Linked DNA regions of Capra hircus: region 2 is linked to region 1. The links are chromatin contacts, called in public Hi-C maps. All regions are on one chromosome and are shown on one strand. Each heading gives the region's core, a stretch centred on a gene start, on an enhancer-like site or on the middle of the called end of the contact. The rest is flanking DNA. Distances are from core to core; before and after follow the strand shown.

The links. Hi-C and Micro-C count contacts between places; a contact is called where the count stands out from the background.
Region 2: a contact with region 1 is called in a Hi-C map of liver, with 5 times the contacts expected there. The contact joins the promoter of SLC22A8 here to the enhancer-like site in region 1. A contact is called at or near these places in 2 of 5 Hi-C or Micro-C datasets (blood and liver).

The regions. Positions count from the first base shown.
Region 1 is chr29:41,538,536-41,542,100 of ARS1.2, reverse strand. No RefSeq gene overlaps it. Among named protein-coding and RNA genes, the nearest start is that of CHRM1, 15 kb to the left of the region's middle. Within about 2 kb of position 1,685, at least 1 of the 5 cell types and tissues checked has an H3K27ac peak or open chromatin away from gene starts, as enhancers often do.
Region 2 is chr29:41,644,132-41,647,696 of ARS1.2, reverse strand. SLC22A8 (solute carrier family 22 member 8) reads left to right here and starts at 1,680. Exons shown (of 11, transcript XM_005699804.2): 1 at 1,680-1,790; 2 at 2,504-2,863. The coding sequence starts at 2,528.

The DNA.
Region 1 (3,565 bases), core at 436-2,935:
TTTCAAACTGTGGTGCTGGAGACGACTCTTGAGAGTCCCTTGGACAGCAAAGAAATCAAACCAGTCAATCCTAAAGGAAATCAAACCTGAATATTCATTGGAAGGACTCATGCTGATGTTGAAGCTCCAATACTCTGGCCACCTAACACAAAGAGCTAACTCTTTGGAAAAGACCCTGATGCTGGGAAAGATTGAGGGCAGGAGAAGGAGGCGACAGAGGATGAGATGGTTGGATGGCATCATTGACTCAATGGACATGAATTCGAGCAAACTTCCAGAGATGGTGAAGGACAGGGAAGCCTGGCAAGCTGCAGTCCATGGCGTCACAAAGAGCCAGACACGACTTAGTGATTGAACAAGATAAATGAAGTCCTAGGTGGGGCTAATCCCTTACAGAGAGAGAGAGTGAAGTCCCTTCGAAGTCCCATCGCTCAGTCATGTCTGACTCTTTGCGACCCCATGGACTGTAGCCCACCAGGCTCCTCTGTCCATGGGATTTTCCAGGCAAGAATACTGGAGTGGGTTGCCATTTCCTTCTCCCGGGAATCTTCCTGACCCAGGGATTGAACCCAGGTCTCCTGCGTTGCGGGCACATGCTTTAACCTCAGAGCCACCAGGGAAGCCCAGAAAGAGTGAAGATTCAACCAATATACAGCTGGCAGGACTCCAAGAACCCTTTGAAAAGGAATCTTCCAATACTATGGGCAGGGAATTCCACTCCAGAGGTGACAGGACAGGCTGGCCAGAAGCTAGCAGGCACACAGCACTGTAGAGAATGACCATAGGACAAAAAAGCCCCTCCTCCTCTCCCACAGCACAGCTTCCTGGGTTGTCAGCTCAAGACCCTGAGAAGGTCCCTCCCTGAGCACCACCCACCACTTAGGCTTGAGCGCCCTTTAGGTTAAATGCCCTGCCCTGTGGCGAAGGCAGTGGGCCCCAGAAGCGGGGAGGTCCTGAGGAAGCCAAGCAGCATTGGGAGAGCAGGGGTGTCAGAATCAGACTGGCCTGACCTCTACTGGAGGCCAGGAGTGGAGAGGTCAAAGCTGGTATTCAGATGATGAACGGGGCTGGCAGGTCACAGGGCAATGTGTCCCTTGTCCCAGGCACAGGTCCTACCTGCCCACACCCCCTCCCCTCAGGCATGTCTCTTAATCCTGTCCCCCCCACCCACCCATGCCTTCCACATGGCTTTCGGAATCTTAGTTCCCAGATCAGGGATCCAACCTGGCCCCCTGCAGTGGAAGCAGGGTCCTAGCCACTGGAGCACCAGGAAATTACCCCCTCCCCTCAGGCGTGTCCTCAGCTCTGAAAGGGGAATTAACTCCGCAGAAGCCTTAAAAGGATGAGATGGACTGTAGGAAAAGCACCTTAATGCCTCAATAGGCAGCGTTACCGCAGCACCAGGCGGCTCCGCAGGTGAAGGCCAGACACCCAGCCCACGTTCAGGCCCACACCTTTCCCCACTCCTCCAGCCTGGGCTTCAAAAAGAGTTCGGAGCCTCATTCCACCAGCCGAGGGAGTAGAAACAGGGCTTGGAGAAACGAACAGGGGCGCCAGCACGCCTGGGTGGGGGAAGGTGTGCAATCCGGGAAGACTTCCCGGAGATGAGGTCTGAGCTCTGAAAGCCTCGGAAGCAAGATTCCTGCAGCTCCCGCTGCCGGACGACGGACGGAGGAGGCGGGAAGAGCTTGAGTCCTCCGGCCCTGGCTGGACATGGCCTCTCCCTCCTCCCCAAACGCAGCACCCTTTCCTGCTCTGAGGGAGTCCTCGCTCCATAAACAAGGGCGTTTTGTGCACCAGCAGGAAGCAGGGAAAAAATGGAATGCCTTTGTGAACGCCACCTCCTCCAGCTACCAGGCTGGAGCAGACCTTGAGAAGGGGGCGAGTAAGGACCGTTTCTCCTCCCGCGGGCCCCCGCCCCTCCGTTCCCATCGTGTCACTTTATCGCCATCTGCAGGAATAGCCGAGGAATAGCCCTGCCAAGAAAAAGGAGGTACTTCAAACCCGGGTTGGAGTGCTTCTCAGAGAATAGGCTGCTGCTGCTGCTGCTGCTGCTGCTGCTGCTGCTGCTGCTGCTGCTGCTGCTGCTGCTAAGTCGCTTCAGTCGTGTCCGACTCTGTGCGACCCCATAGACTGAAGCCCACCAGGCTCCCCTGCCCCTGGGATTCTCCAAGCAAGAATACTGGAGTGGGTGGCCATTTCCTTCTCCCATGCATGAAAGTGAAAGTGAAGTCTTGTCCGACTCTTCCAGACCCCATGGACTGACTGTAGCCTACCAGGCTCCTCCATCCATGGGATTTTCCAAGCAAGAGTACTGGAGCGGGTTGCCATTGCCTTCTCCACAGAGAATAAGACCATAGGACAAAAGACAGAATAGATGGTCTTGGCCGTCTCAGCTCCTGCCCCCACCCCTCAGCAGGAAACCTAGGTCCCCAAAGGGTCAGCTCACTTGGCTGATACTACTTCGAGGCAGGCCCTACCTTTCTCCAGCAGAGCAACTTCCCCAGACAACTTGGAGATGAATGAGAAGCAACGTGGCATCTAGGGACAAGATCATATTCTCCCAGGCCTCCCGCAGGCTTTTGGAATCCTCAGATTCCTTTTTTGGAGACTGGTTCTGATTTTACAGAACCAATGCTGACCCATCTGGAAATTCCAACAGGTAGTTGCTCACCTGTATAGCACGGAAACCTTATGAACACCAGGTGTCCCACACTAACCTCTAGGCTCCATGGAGTCTGAGACATCTCTGGTGGCTCAGACAGCAAAGAATTTGCTTGCTGTGCAGACCTGAGTTCGATCCCTCGGTTGGGAAGATCCCCTGGAGAAAGGAATGGTACCCACTCCAGTATTCTTGCCTGGAGAATTCCATGGACAGAGGAGACTGGCAGGCAGTCCATGGGGTCACAAAGTGTTGGACATAATTGAGTGACTGTCGCTTTGGGGGATTCCCTGGTGACTCAGACTGTAAAGAATCTGCCTGCAATGCAGAAGACTTGGGTTCGATCCCTGGGTCAGGAAGATGCCTTGGAGAAGGAAATGGCAACCCACTCCAGTATTCTTGCCTGTAGGATTCCATGGACAGAGGAGCCTGTCAGGCTACAGTCCATAGGGTCACACAGAGTTGGACATGACTGAGTGATTAACACTTTGTTCTTAGGGTCTTTGGCGACACACACAAACTGCATAACCCCAGGAATTAGACTGTCACGCAAAGTAGTTCTGAAAAATGTTCTTATTTGTCCCTCACAGCCCGTATACTTCCCCTGCCTCCCAGCTCCAGAAATCCCTCTTGGTATTTCTGACCCGACTAGCACCACCATTCACGCAGTACTCAACCTAGAAATCAGGGAGTAGCCTTAGATCCCTCTTTCTCACTCCCTGTACCCTGTTGGTCTACTCACCACCCCCACCCTGAATAGTTCCCAAATTCATTCCGTTTTCTCCATCCCTCCCCCCTCCCCCTCTCGCCTCCATCACTATCCTAATGAAGACCTCTTGCCTGAAACATTAAAATAATCCCTTAAAAAAAAAAAAAAAAAAACCTCCTTAATTCAGGAGTGAG
Region 2 (3,565 bases), core at 431-2,930, 110 kb before region 1:
GTGGGGGCTCAGGGTGGAGGCCCAGTTCTCTGCAAGCTTCACAGTCGAAAAACCTTCCTAAAACAACCCCTTGGCTGCCTTGGAGCATAATTTAATCTTCCTTTGATGACTCCGGATCTTGCCCTGCCTCCGGCCACTCTAAGAACATCAATTACTGCTGGGTCCAGGTGGAAAGCAGAGAGGAGGGGCTGGACCCGGGTTACCCACTGACCTTGCCCTTCAGGAGGCCGGTGGGAGAGGAAACTTCAGGGGACGGAGCCCAGCCTGAGCCCTGGGAGCCAGAGGCCACCTTGATGGATGAGGGGGCCAAGGAAAAGAATGAGAAGCCCCCTCCCCAACCGAGAAGGGGAGTCCTAGATGGGCCTCTCCTTAGCCCCCAGAGCAGACAGGAGGGATAGCTCCTAGGGTCCCTGGAAGAAGAACCCAAGAGCGAAAGGCAGGCAGGAGTGAAGCTGGAGGCCAGGCTAGGCGGCCGTGCTGAGGAGATGCAGACTTTGCAGAAATGTTGGCTCCAAGAGACAGAAGTGGGCTTAGAGTCACACTGCCCCTGCCCTGCCACTTCCTGGCTGGGGAACCCAGAACGAGTTACTTAACCTTTCTGTGCCTCCGTTTCCTAGAATAATGCTAGAATAGTAGTAGCAACAGGGCTGCCAGGAGGGTTAAATGAACTTCATGTTAAACACTGGAAAATGGGGGCTTGGATCAGGGTTTCTGATGAGGAAAGAGCTGGAAGAAGATACATCAGATCACCCACGGGGCTGGCTCTCAGGTGATTCTGGGCATTTGGGCTTGTTTTATTTCCTATAGTTTTTGCAAGAAACAGATGATTTTCTACATAATTATTTTAGTCACTCAATCAGATCCGACTCTTTGCAACCCCATGGACTCTGTCCATGGGGATTCTCCAGGCAAGAAGACTGGAGTGGATTACCATGCCCACCTCCAGGGGATCTTCCCAACCCAGGTATCGAACCCACGTCTCCCGCATTACAGGCAGATTCTGTACTGTCTGAGCCACCAGGGAAGCCCAGTTAAAATCATATTCAGAGGAAAAAAGAAAAAAAATACAGAACCCTAGGGACTGCAATTTGTCTTTAAAGGGAAACAGTTGATCAGAAGAAAAGCCCATCCAATGAGCATGGGGGTGGAAGGGGGGTAAGTATTCCCCAGGGTCTGAGATGCAGAATGGGCAGCCCTGACCGCCCCAGGAGCCCTAGGGGTGACAGCCCTGAGCCCTCGGGGCAGACACAGGTGACATTTCCTGCCCGGACGTACCCTGCCAAGAGGCACCAGGGAGGGGGAGCCAGTGCCCAGCGGCGTACTGTCCACTCACGGGCAGTAACACTTCTCTCATTGGCTCTTCTCAGTTCTGATTCTTCAGACCATCAGCTCAGAGAAGACCCTGGGCCCTCAGGACTCAAGCCAGACCCCCCAACCCCAGCCCCCAACCCCTCCCGCCCAGACCACCCAGGCTTCTGTCCTGCCAGCAGTCCCACTTGGCTCAGTCATGCCACCACCCCAGCCTCTACCGGGGCAGCCCTCTGAGGAAAGCTGGGCTTAGTGGGTCCACAGCACCCCCCTGCCGGTGTCATTAATCCCCAAAGAAAGTCAAACATTAGCCTGGGCAAACAGCTTACGCCTTATATAATCCCCCCTGGGGGAAGGCACAAACACAGCTTGTTGGAGCTGAACTGCCAAACCACAGCAGCTGCCAGATCTGGGACAGAGCAGGGCTCCAGCCACAGCGACCACCAGCCCCACCAGAGGGAGCAGCCAGGCTCAGCTACCAGGTGAGGAGGGACAGAGGCCCACCATGCCCCGGCCCCCAGGGACCCCGGGAAGACCAGGCCCTGCTTCCTCAGTGCATCTGGCCAAGTCCATTCAGCCCTTGGGACCTGCTCGGGTCCTTTCAGCTGCTCAGCTATGTGTGCCAGCCCCAGGAGACAGGCAAAAGCAAGAGGCACTGGGCTTGGGGAGACCTTCTCAACAGGCAACCTGGGTTCTGCCAACCCTGTGTGTCTGCTCAGGGCCATCAAGAACCCTTCCACTTACTCCTGACCTCCATCCTGGGTGGCCCACATCCAAGACCGAACCCCTTGGTCCCCATGGTGTAGCCTGCACTGCCCCATGCCTGCAGCAGGTGTGACCAGGCTGGCTGGACACACACTCCCACCCACAATTCCCACATGCACATCCGAGCTCACACAGTCATACCCTGACACTCCAGCCTCCCTGTGCCCATCTCTGCAGACACCACTCTGGACACACCCCACCCTTGCAACCCCATGTCTGTACATGCAGTCGGGGACGTCTTCACCCCCACATAACTCCACGGGTGCACACAGCTGAGCCCCATGTCCTTACAGACGTCCACATACACAAGCTCACACATGCACCTGGGCTCACCTTCCCACCTGTGCTTCCACACCCATCCACCTGCCCCCCCCCCCATCACCTCACATGCACACATCCCTCTCTCCGGCCTGGTGCCCCCCGCCCACAGCCCTGGCTCATCCTGCCCGGCACCATGACTTTTGCCGAGCTTGTGGACCGCGTGGCCAGCAACGGGCCGTTCCAGTTCCTGCACACTGTCCTGCTGGGCCTCCCCATCCTCGGCATGGCCAACCACAACCTGCTGCAGATCTTCACAGCCGCCACCCCCACCCACCACTGCCGCCCGCCACCCAACGCCTCTGCGGGGCCCTGGGTGCTCCCCATGGGCCAGAACGGGAAGCCTGAGATGTGCCTCCGTTTCGCATATCCATCCAACGCCAGCCTGCCCAATGACACCCAGGGCGCCACCGAGCCCTGCCTGGATGGCTGGACCTATGACGTCAGCTCCAGGGACTCCATCGTGGCTGAGGTATGACCGGAGGCCTGGCCTCTCCCTCCGCTGAGAGTCAGCACCACGCACTCATGGACAGGGGGGCAGGTGGGGGCCCCAGTCTCCCTAGGACCCAGGGACAGAGCTCTGGGCAGGCAGGGAGGAAGGACCTGGGTGCGGAGGACCAAAAGGTCCTATCTCTTCACATTCAGAGTATAAACAGCCCATTCTGTGCCAGGCATGGTGCCAAGCTCTGGGGACTCAAAAATGCACCGTCCCTGTTCCCACGGGGTCCACAGTCTAGCAGCGCTAACATCAATTAATGAGAGTGCCACCCAGGAAATGTCAGATTACAGCTTCAAAGTACTTAAGGCTGTGACCTGAGACTACAGCCCAGCCCTAGGCTGGGGGCAGGGACCGGGGGTAGGGGGAGCACTTCCCTACAGAAGGGACCCCGGGCTGAGATAAGAGAATCCAGCAAGAGTTAGCCAGGCAATGGGGGAAAGGAGGAAAATTCCGTCTTGGGCCAAGGCCCCAAGGTGGAACAGTGTGTGGAGCAGGGGGTGGATGGAGGGGAGGGTTGGAGCATACCTGAGCGGACCCAGAAAACATGCCCTCCACTCTCGCAGTCACTCGTGTGTGCCTCTCCATTCATTCACAGCTCATTTATCCACAGACTCTTTTACCTGCCATCTCCGGGAATTACAGAGTTAAATCAGGCTCTTCAGTGAACTGGAAACT